Regions from separate parts of the Hordeum vulgare genome. Here region 2 is linked to region 1. A link is a contact called in public Hi-C data. All regions are on one chromosome and are shown on one strand. Each heading gives the region's core, a stretch centred on a gene start, on an enhancer-like site or on the middle of the called end of the contact. The rest is flanking DNA. Distances are from core to core; before and after follow the strand shown. Region 1 has its middle 32 kb from the start of LOC123413945. Region 2 has its middle 14 kb from the start of LOC123444706.

Region 1 (6,142 bases), core at 2,003-4,502:
TGTGGCACTGCCGCCTTGGTCATATCGGCGTTAAGCGCATGAAGAAGCTCGATACTGATGGACTATTAGAGTCTCTTGACTTTGAATCATTTGACACATGCGAACCGTGCCTCATGGGAAAGATGACTAAGACTCCATTCTCAGGAATAATGGAGAGAGCAACCGACTTATTGGAAATAATACATACTGATGTGTGTGGTCCAATGAACGTTGAAGCTCGCAGTGGCTATCGTTATGTTCTCACTCTCACTGATGATTTGAGTAGGTATGGGTATATCTACTTGATGAAGCACAAATCTGAGATGTTTGAAAAGTTCAAGGAATTTCGGAGTGAGGTTGAGAATCAGCGTGACAGAAAAATTAAATGTCTACGAGCTGATCGTGGAGGAGAATATTTGAGTCACGAGTCTGGCACACACCTAAGGAAGTGTGGAATCATTTCACAACTGATGCCGCCTGGCACACCGCAACGCAACGGAGTGTGTGAACGTCGTAATCGTACTTTATTAGATATGGTACGATCTATGATGTCTCTTACCGACTTACCGCTATCATTTTGGGGATACGCATTAGAAACTGCAGCATTCACTTTAAATAGGGCACCGTCCAAATCCGTTGAGACGACACCGTATGAACTATGGTTTGGCAAGAAACCTAAGTTGTCGTTTCTTAAAGTTTGGGGCTGCGATGCTTATGTGAAGAAACTTCAACCAGAAAATCTCGAACCCAAAGTGGAGAAATGCGTATTCATAGGATACCCTAAGGAAACTATTGGGTATACCTTCTATCTTAGATCTGAAGGTAAAACCTTTGTTGCCAAGAACGGATCCTTTCTAGAGAAAGAGTTTCTCTCAAAAGATGTAAGTGGGAGGAAGGTAGAACTTGATGAGGTAATTACACCCCCTCTCGAACAGGAAAGTAACGCAGCGTGGGAAGTTGTTCCTGTGGCGCCTACACCAACTGAAGAGGAAGTTAATGATAATGATCATGAAGCTTCGGATAAAGTTACTACTGAGCCGCGAAGGTCCACAAGGGTACGATGCGCACCAGAGTGGTACGGCAACCCTCTGATGGAAATCATGTTGTTAGACAACGGTGAACCTTCGAACTATGAAGAAGCGATGGCGGGCCCGGATTCCAACAAATGGCTTGAAGCTATGAAATCCGAGATAGGATCCATGTATGAGAACAAAGTATGGACTTTGGTGGACTTGCCCGATGACCGACGAGCCATAGAAAATAAATGGATCTTCAAGAAGAAGACTGATGCAAACGGTAATGTAACCGTTTATAAAGCTCGACTTGTCGCAAAGGGTTTTCGACAAATTCAAGGAATTGACTACGAAGAGACTTTCTCTCCCGTAGCGAAGCTGAAGTCAGTATGAATCATGTTAGCAATTGCCCCCTTTTATGATTATGAAATTTGGCAAATGGACGTCAAAACAACGTTCCTTAACGGGAACCTTAAGGAAGAGTTGTATATGATGCAACCAGAAGGTTTTGTCGACCCTAAGGGTGCTAACAAAGTGTGCAAGCTCCAGCGCTCCATCTATGGGCTGGTGCAAGCATCTCGGAGTTGGAAGATTCGCTTTAATGAGGTGATTAAAGCGTTTGGGTTCATACAGGTTTACGGAGAAGCCTGTGTGTACAAGAAAGTGAGTGGGAGCTCTGTAGCTTTCCTCATACTGTATGTGGATGACATATTATTGATGGGGAATAATATAGAGATGTTGGAGAGCATAAAGGCCTATTTGAACAAGAGTTTTTCAATGAAGGACCTTGGAGAAGTGTTTCGGACACCGGAAGTGTTTTTCAATGATGGTCCGGAGGTAAATATTGGTATATAGGACGGATGGTTTCGGACACCGGAAGTGTTTCGGGCGTCAGCGGTAACGTACCGGGACCACCGGGACCACCGGAGGTGGCCCCGGGGGTCCACCGGAAGGGGGCAACGACCCCGGGAGGCTAGATGGGCCAAGTGCGGGAGGGAACCAACCCCTAGGTGGGCTGGTGCGCCCCCCACACTCAGCCCAAGGCGCAGGAGGTGGAGAGGGGGGAAACCCTAGGCGCTGGTGGGCCTAAGGCCCACCTAGGGGTGCGCCACCCCCTCCCCTTGCCTTGGCCGCCGCACCTCCCATCTGGGGGTGCTGTCGCACCACCTAGGGTGGGAACCCTTGGGGTGGCAGCCCCCCTCCCCTCCTCCTATATATAGTGGGCACTTTTGGGCTTTTGGAGACACAGTTTTCCCTCTCCCTCGGCGCAGCCCTGCTCTTCTTTTTCCTCCTCTCTGCCGGTGCTTGGCGAAGCCCTGCCGGGAGACCTCGTCTCTCCATCGACACCATGTCGTAGTGCTGCTGGAGATCTTCCCCAACCTCTCCCTCCTCCTTGCTGGATCAAGGTGCGGGAGACGTCACCGGGCTGCATGTGTGTTGAACGCGGAGGTGTCGTAGTCCGGCACTAGATCGTAATCACACCGCGATCTGAATCGCCGCGAGTACGACTCCATCAACCGCGTTCTAGTAACGCTTCCGCTTAGCGATCTTCAAAGGTATGAAGATGCACTCACCCCTCTCTCGTTGATGGTCTCTCCATAGGAAGATCTGAATATGCGTAGGAATTTTTTTAAATTTATGCTACGTTACCCAACAAGATGCTTCTCCCGATGTTCAATAGTGGTTGTAGGAACAGCCAGGCTTATGACGAACACTTGAAACACCATCTCGAGAGAGCTCAGCGGAAATTCAAGTCAGATGCTCACAAGCACAGATCCATGAGACTTTGCTCTTGGGGAATTTGTTTTTCTTAAATTACAACCGTATGGTCAACTGTCTCTGTTCAATCGACCCTGCCCTAAGCTGGCTTTCAAATATTTTGGGCCATTTCAGATTTGTAGAAGATAGGACCAACACGACACTCAAATTCATCCGGTGTTTCATGTCTCGCAGCTGAATCAGCAAGTGTGTGATCACACAATTTTCCCAAACTGCCTCGTCTAGACAATGAAGATTTAACTCCGTCCAAAATCCGGGACCGACGGCTGGTCAAACAAGGTAACACTGCTCTCCTTTAGGTGTTGATTCGTTGGTCTGATCTGCATGCAGAATTCGCCACCTGAAAAGATTACACAACATAACAGAAAAGGTTTCCACGGGCAGCTACTTGGAGGCAAGCAGCTTCTCAAGGAGAGGGCACCGTCACCGCCCCTACTTTGTCACGCGAAAGAGTAGTACGGCCGAGTGGGGCATTGTCGTCGATGTGGTCTGTACTCAGAAGTATGGGCCATTGTAGTAAGTCGGGCCATGGGCCGCATAATGCACTAAGTGGGTGAGTGAGTGAGGTTTTATAAGCTCGAGATTATGTAGTCGTCTGGATTAAAAAACATATGAAATGAAATAGTCTCTCTTGTCTCTCGCCCATGCTCTGCCTTCTTTCCTCCCTGACCTTTTTCTTCTGCAAGTCACCACCAACCTCCTGCCTCCACGTCAACCTCCAAGAAAATCTAAAATTCCGCCGGCCAGTGAATTAAAATATGAACATCAATCCTGAAACATGCGAAACTGGGCAAATGAATCGGTGCTCTTGGATTTCCAGAAGAGGGGGCTCGATTCGGATCATCATCCACATGTTGTACTGACGTTAACCATCCGTATGGCCATGATTCCGGTCAAATCTTTTGCCTCCATTTACAAAAAAAATTAAAAAAATCGTTATCTATCCTGACGCTCCGTGCATATTAGTTTATCCAAGATCGTTCCTGGCACAAGCACATGACGACTACATCAGTGACGCTGGGTTAATGGCGTGATTAGGTGCGTAGACATGGGGTACTATATTCTTGTTAATCTCTCCTCTGGAGAAGCCTGGCTAGTGTATGTTGTTCGCAGAACCAGTGTGCGGTACATGTAAGACCCTGCATCTCACGATAATCACCGATACAACTAATTAAGCATGACACTTGTGATTGCATACTCTACGTGTGCAGGATGCATGATACGCGGTATTATAGAATATTGCATGGTCAACTGCGAGCTCCATGCGACGGCAACCTGATCTGAAAACAAGTACGTACTGTATAAGATAACAAAGTTGAAAGGCCAATCAAAAATAAAATTAGGGCGATGGCCGGCTATCATGCAGCTGCAACGTCAGGTGTCTGCCGTAAGCACGCCCATCGTCAGCAACGTGCCACTACACGTGCATTATTCGGATTGGCACTTGGCATCATGGCGTTTGTCTGGCTCAACAGATCAGGTCGTGGGTAGATGCTTCAGCCACACCCACGATCACGTGGTTTCACATTGGTTGAGACTGCCATGAACGTATATACTTAAATCATTTAACAAACATAGACAGACAGGCCATTGCAGATGCCGAAAGGTTTATTGTCTTTTATAAGTATCCTTCTATATACATTAATATTTTCAACATGGTATTATTTTCAAATATTTTTTATGAGTCATTTGAACACAGTAGAAACAACATAGCATATGCTAAGTGTATATCCCAAATTCCCAATGTTCATTTCTGAGCAGAGTAAAGTATATCAAAGCTATTGCCAACACTGTCATTTCTCGGGGTCAAAAAAGGTTCAAAATTGGAAAAATGTTCATAAATTAATACTAAATAACACGAATTCAGAAAAATACGAATTCAAAAAACATCATGATTTCAAAAACAAATCATGAATTTAAGTTCAAAAATGTCCATGAGCTTGAGAAAATGTTGATGGGTCTGAAAATCTTCATGAATGTAGAAAATGTTTGTGAATAAATCTTCATGGATGTGAGAAGTTCAAAATTTAACAAAATCATTAATTTGCAAAATGTTCATGAGTTCATGAAGGTTCGCAAATTAAGAAAAAATTACAAATTTGAAGTTTTCCATGTGAAATGTTCATCAATATGAAAAACAAATGTGAGACTAAAAATGACAAAGAATTTGAAATATTATTCACTAATTTGAAATTATGCACAAATATTTAAAAAGTTCATGAATTTGATTTTAAAAAAGGGTTTGGGAATTTGAAAAATCTTAACAGAATGAAAATAATCCAAAATTTTATTGAATGTTCACAAATTTCAAAAAAGATCAAGGACAGGAAAAAAGGGGAACACAAATAGAAAAGATCAACATAAATAAAAACGTGAACCAATAGAATAACAGAAAACAGAGAATAAGCAAAAAATGATGGGACAAACAAAAGAAACCAATGGAGCCTTCCTATAATCACATGGTTCAAAAACCAGCCCCTATCTTTTTACCAAGAATGTTTGCGGAAACAACTAAATGTTTGACAACTAAAAAATGTTCAAGGGTTTAAAATTGTCCGTGGATTCAAAATTTTCCATGAATTGAAAAGAAATCATGAATTTGAAAATGTTAAAGAAGCTGAAAACCAGGAAAAACTGAAAAGGGATAAACAGAATTAAAAAAAAAAATGCTGTAAAATGGTCATGCGAGCCAGAGTGGAAACCGATCTGTACTCTTCCCGGTCGCTAGAGCTATATGCCGCCCTTACCATCTACGGGCCACGGCTAGCGCCCGGTCCATTAGTGTGGTTGATCGCTGTCAGCTGTAGGTTCACATCTTCCCGGTTTTCTTTGCGTTCAGTTTCTTTTTCATTTATTTTTTCCTCTGATATTATTTTTTCACTCTTTTCTCATCATTTTACTCCGGTAGTCTTTAATATTTTTCTTCGGTTTTTTTGTTATTCTTTCTTAGTGATACTCTTGTTTTTTATTCGTTTTTATTTTATTTATTTTCTTATTTATTCTATTTTATATTATTTTTATTGCCTTTTATCTCTTTTATTTTTTAAGACATTCTTACTTTCTTTGCAATACAAAGTGTACATTTTTATAGCACATGTGAAAAATTGTTTTGATAAATGTTGGACGTTTTCTAATACATGATGTATATATTTGTTTAAAATAGATTTCTTGTACAGTTTTCCGAATCCATAGTAACATTTTCAGTACTGATTTTATATTATTTTATTGGTAATATATTTTGTACATTTTTCACATTTTATAAACCTTTTAAAGAAATTTCACAATCTATTTTCTCAGAAAGACTTATATTCTTTAAAATTATTACATTCTTACTCAAACATAATTATATTCTTTTTACACTGTATAAAAGT
Region 2 (6,183 bases), core at 1,410-3,909, 750 kb before region 1:
GAGTATTTTCCTCATTCTGATAGCTCCATCGTACCATGTAGCGCACCTAGTGAGCTCGGGAAACTGCCCAGGCTAGCCGGGAGGTGGCTCCGCCCGTGAACCTTCCCACCACATCCACACCACCCAGGCCGCCATTTACCCACAAGGTACCATGGTTGACATCGACGATGAGTTTCTTTTTTTAACAACGTCATATATTCATCGAACGATTCATTGTCCGGCAATATGAACTTTGTGGTTTCTACTATGGTCGTCAATGAGCACAAGTCTAGGGATGCAACCAATGTTTAGGGGGGTCAATCCCGGCCCATGCTTCGGCGTTGAATGACAATGGAGAGAGCGACCATTTCCTACTCTTTAGAGATTATTTCAATTGCATGTCCCTCCCTGCTCTTGAATACCAAGGTTTTCCGATAACACTTCCAGATGGAGAGACATTTGTTCGGCTGTATTCAGGATGGAGTACTCGAGTACGACAGTTACTTTAGATGCAAGAATGATGCCCTCGGAAGGGTTGTCTTCTCCTCTTATCAGAAATGCACTGCATCTATCCGGATGCTTGCATATGAAATTCCTAGTGATCTTGGAGATGAGTATGTTCGCATGAGTGAGTACACATGCCTTGCATCATTGTACCGGTTCTAAAAGTTTGTGGTTGTAGTGTTTGGCTCCGAGTATTTGGGTGAACCAACTGCAACACATAAAACCCGATTATTGGTGATCAATGAATCCAAAGGCTTTTTCGGGGATGCTCGATAGTATAGATTGTACCCACTGAAAGAGAAATAATTGTCCATTTTTTTTGCAAGGACAATACAAGGGTTTAATTTCTTAAGACTGTTTTTTGGTAGGGACAATACATGAGTTTGATTTCTCAAGACTCAGCAGGGACCAACATTGATTGGAGAGTTCACCCAACTTTATCATGAAATCCGTGATGGGTCACATTCAACTTCAAAATGATTTGGTTGAGCATGTGAACTCATCAACCAATAGATGTATCAGATCTTTTTATTTGTATTTGTGCCAATCTTAAATTCATTTGGTTGTAAGCTATGATATTTTAATTTGCTTGTAAATTGTAAGATCTTTATTTGGTTGTACATTATATATTGTGTTGTGAAACTATATGACGTTTTATTTGTATTTATACAATGTCAAAAACTTGGGCAAAAACTAGCTTGGCAGACCAAATGGGCCACATGGTTGGGTGCACTGCCATGAAATCCGCAAACGAGACAGGACGCCGCGCAAACTCTTTTTGTGCGGTAACGGTATATATCTCAGACCACTAGTTTTTCTATGTGATTCATACTAGGTATGGTCCACATATATGTATATTCTGTGTATTGGTATCTTAATTGCTACTATTGTTGTTTAGTCTCTGAGTTTGATGAGTCCCGTAGTACTTTTTTCAGTGTAGTGCGCTTGCCACAACACTGTTGTTTCTCTCTCTCCTAAAAAATTGAGACTTTTTAATCTTAGAAAATTTAAGTCACTCATAACTTTTAAAATATAATTTTGTTTGTGAAATAATTTATATATTTAAACTCATGGTGCGAAGACCTTCAAAGCTAGATCAATCTTGGATAGTTTTCAAACACAAACAAATTTAAGGTTTCACATTTCATATGTGAAATAAACCCATTTCACTAGTAAAGTGTGACTTGTGAAGTTGGTGACTTGTAAATGTGTAACAATTTATTTTAAAATAGTGAATATGTATTTGAAAAGGATGTTCTTTTTGTCAGACAAGATAGTGAAATGTGAAATGTGGGTTCTAGAATATGTTATTATGAAGAAAGACATAGTAAGTGAAATATGTTATCATGAAATATGATTAAAAATGCGTGAGACAAGTTATTTATGAAATCTCTTTTGAAATGAGTGCAATATGTTTGAGTAACATATGTTATATAAAATAACTGAAATCTGTTTTAGAGTGTGGAATCTGATTTAAAATGAATGAGCTATTAGAAAATATTTTTTGAATGAGTGGAGTATGTGATTATGATTTTTGTTTTTGAAATTAATGAAATATTTTATATGAAAAATGTTATATGAAATGAGTGAAATATATTTTGAAATATGTGAAATTTGTTTTAAAATGAGTGAAATATGTTATTATGAGTGAAATATATTACCATGACATATGTGAGATGTGTTAAATTAATATTTTAAACTCGTTCAAAATATATTCAAAACTGGTCTTGTTTTAAAGGTCTATCAACCATGAATTCAAATATGTAAATTGTTTCACAAATGATTTTTTGTTAAAATGATATAAGCAAAATAAATGTAAGTTTTAGTTGGAGAGAGCATCTCTGTGCATGCAATACTTCTCTTCTTACTCTCTCAACAACAACAAAAAGTTGTAGGTGTGGACCCCTTTCTATTTGTATTGCTATGTATTCTCGAAACAAAACGATTTACTCTTTATATTAAACAGTGCGAGACTAATATTAGGATTGCAACGAGTAGATGCGGATCTGCACGATGAGGTACAGTGCAATTTCTTCCGGACACCGCCCCTTCGATCGACTCAAACAGACACAAGACAGATCAAACTGTGTCTGTTGGCCGAGTTGCCTTCAACGCCGTTGCTGGGAGCAGGTGTCCATTTGCTTTGCATGGGAGCTCCTATCACACGCTCTTTGTGTTAAATTGGCGCCATTACACACATGGTAGCCCCGGTTGGGCAGGTCCATGTAGTGAAGTTGCCCCTACTGCAGGGAGCCAGTTCAATAGAACACGTTACTTTAGTGAGCCGGTATTGTATCTTTTTCTTCGGCAAACAAGAATAATTCATTTTTATAAGTGAATATTATTTTTAAATATATTATTCTAAAATCAAACATTTAAAAAATTGAGTGTATTTTCAAATTCTGCATAATTTTTTAAACTGGAAGGTTTAAATTCCTAACATACAGAGGAAACATAAACATTTCTTTGAAATTAAGTATTTTTTAGGAAATATAAACATTTATTTACTTTTTTTAAATGTATATTTTTTTACTAAAATGCAAACTATTTTAAACTGTGAACATTTTTGTAAATATGGTTTTCCATTATTCTGAAAACCTAATTTGAATTTTCTTAAATGAAAATATTTTTGAATTGTGATTTTTTTGGAAACTTGAACCTTTTTTGAAATTGCAATATGTTGAACAATTTTTGAACCACAAACAATTTTCAAAATGTATGTGCATTTTTTAATTTTTGAAAAAAAAGAAAATAGGAAAAAAATGTTGAAATATATAAATATAAATAAACTGGTAAAGCAAAATAAAAAAAAATAAGGATTCTTCTAGAAAGTTTCTAAACCAGAATCTTGTAGAAGTAGTAGCTACGTGGCTTAAATGGCCAACCACTAATTAGATGTACTTGTCTCCGGTGTGAAACGGCGAATTTGCGCCATGTCTTGCTAGTTGCGCATACCTAGGGCATACCCTATTTGACACGCGTTAGCGTCAAAACGGTGTGCTTTCGCTAAGGATTGGCTCTGGTTGGGCCGGCCCACGTACGAGTTTGGCGTTTTGCCGTTTGATTCGCTCGCTGAACATGGTATTGAAGATCAAAGAGAGAGAAGAAGTCATCTAGCTACTAGCTATGGACCCGTAGGTCTGTGATGAAACTACTCACACATCATCGGAGGGGCAATGGAGTTGATGTAGATGCCCTCCGTGATCAATTCCCTCTTCGGCAGATTACCGAAAAAGGCTTCCAGATTGGATCTCTCGGGAACAGAGGCTCCCGGCGGCGTAAAAGTATCCTCGTGGCTCTTTTTGATGTTTTTGGAATATTTGAGAATTTATAAGCCAAGAATTATGGTTAGGAGACCTGTAGGGGGCCCACAAGACACGGGGCGCGGCCACCCCCAGGGCACGCCCTGCAGGCTTGTGGCCTCCCGACAACTTCCTTGCCCCCTACTCCAAGTCTGTTGTTTGTCTTCTGGTCCAGAAAAAATCTTTTCTAAGATTTTATTCCGTGTGGACTCCGTTTAATATTCCTTATGTGCAATATTCACAAACGTGGAAAAAACAGAAACTGGCACTAGGCTCTTGGTTAATAGGTTAGTCCCAAAAATAATGTAAAACAATATATTAATGCATATAAAACATCCAAAACATATAATATAATAGCATGGAACAATAAAAAATTATAGATACATTGGAGACGTATCAAGCACCACTCACTATTTCTCATTCCGCATTAACTTGAGTAATTTAATTTCGGTTGAGTTATTTCTCATTTGTTGTTCTTGGAGACTTTGTCTGTTCATTCTCTTGTGCTATTTCATGTGTGAACATACAATGTTTTGTTTTGTGTCACCTCTCACTATGCCAAAGATTGTCTCTTTGTTTGTCTGCCTGATATTCATCTTCTGCTACTTATACATTCTTCTTAGTTCTGTTTTGATGAAAATCTTATAGTAATATGTCTAGTTATTCTCGCAACTTCAAGTAGATTTCCTTCGTAGGTCTGCTTCTGATAGTTCATTTTGTTGTGTTGTTCTGAGAGTATTTAACTTTTGAAAGAATTTTTAATCTCCCATCCATCTTCTTCTGGTCATTATACTCCATTCCTACATTGCCTATAATGGGTTGTTGGTGCACCCCTACAGAGTTAAATCTTTACGAAATCTTGTGTCCGTGGTTATGTGGATGACTTGTGTTGGTGCAATAATTTGTCTACTCTGTTTTGCAGATTGTTGTGATAAACAGTGAGGGACTAATGTGTTTGCCAGTGCATGTAGTGATTATAGGCCCGAGGAGTCACAAGGAGTTTGGTGCAAATTCCAAAGATAATCTCCTCTACACTAGCAAAGATTATCACTGCAGATTATGCGTGATGAAATTGAGCCCAAACAATTGTTGACACAAAGCAATTAGTTCGGTGATTGTCCGTTGACACAAAGAATCAAGAAGAAGAAAAGGCATATCATTTTCTTTCGTTGTTCTTTTTCTCTACATTAAGCCACACGACCATCGTACTACTAAGGAGGGTATAGTGTTTGAAACTTATGTTTCTGTGATGCTTGAGACGTCCGAAATGTACCTATTTTTTCAAACATTTTTCTCTTTGTTTGGACCCTAATTTGGGTAATTTGAATGAAACTAACTCACACTAACATTGTTTTCAATAGAACGGCCATGGTGTTGTCTTTGTGTAGACATAAAATTTCTCAGAATTAGACGAAACTTGGCGAGGATTTTGTATGGAATAAATAAAAAACGAAAGAAGACCTGCCAAAAGGGGTCAACAGGCCGTCCAAAAGGGAGCAGTCTATGCCCCTACCCTTGTGGTCCACTCACAACTTTGTTCGACCTGCTTCCAACTCCATAAGTACCGTCTCACACAAAAAAAGGGAAGAATTTTCATCGCGTTTTACAATATTGATCCACCACCACATTTTGTTCTTTTCCAGGAGGCCAGATCTGGAGCCTGTTTTCGGCTCCGGAGAGGGCAAATCGTCACTATCGTCATCATAAAGCAATCTTCATTGATGACCTCATGATGCTCACCACAGGGAGTTAGTAATTTCATTGTATGCATACTATAGGTAGATGGAGATGGATAATATTGATCATTTAATTGTGTTAATTTGTTAGGTCTTGATCAATAGTATCCACTATGTTCTGAGATTGATGTTGCTATGACTATACTGTCCTTAATGCTTGTCACTAGGGCCCGAGTGCCATGATTTATGATCTGAACCTATTATGTTTTCATGAATTGAGTGGGTTTCAGATCCTATCTTTCAAAACTTATATGCACCTACTACGTGTTATGATACACATACCACCAAGGTGAAAAAATTGGGATTCATTCCAGTGATGACCGTACTATGACGAGTTCATGTATTCACTATGTGTTAATGTTTTGTTCTGGTTCTCTATTAAAAAGCCTTAATTACCCTTAGATTTCCAATAGTACACCGCTGCCACGGGAAGGTTGGACAAAAGATGTTATGCAAGTTCTTATTATAAGCATTATAACGATTTATGGAACACATGCCTACATATGATTAATGAATTGGAGCTAGTTCTATGTCGCTCTAGGTTGGGACTGTTACATGGTTAATATCATCCAAATATCCATTCATACTCCATGCCTACACGTTTCACATATTTTGCTTGCTAAGTTACTACTACTGTTGCTACTTTACAACCATTACTTCGA

Evidence for each region. A called contact is a pair of places that touch in the nucleus more often than the background predicts.
Region 2: a contact with region 1 is called in a Hi-C map of leaf, with 2.5 times the contacts expected there. The contact joins two enhancer-like sites. A contact is called at or near these places in 2 of 6 Hi-C or Micro-C datasets (leaf and seedling).

What each region holds. Positions count from the first base shown.
Region 1 is chr1H:453,148,526-453,154,667 of MorexV3_pseudomolecules_assembly, reverse strand. No RefSeq gene overlaps it. Among protein-coding and RNA genes, the nearest start is that of LOC123413945, 32 kb to the left of the region's middle. Within about 2 kb of position 3,252, at least 2 of the 3 cell types and tissues checked have open chromatin away from gene starts, as enhancers often do. A contact at or near this core is called in leaf, where this site is marked.
Region 2 is chr1H:453,899,062-453,905,244 of MorexV3_pseudomolecules_assembly, reverse strand. No RefSeq gene overlaps it. Among protein-coding and RNA genes, the nearest start is that of LOC123444706, 14 kb to the left of the region's middle. Within about 2 kb of position 2,659, at least 2 of the 3 cell types and tissues checked have open chromatin away from gene starts, as enhancers often do. A contact at or near this core is called in leaf, where this site is marked.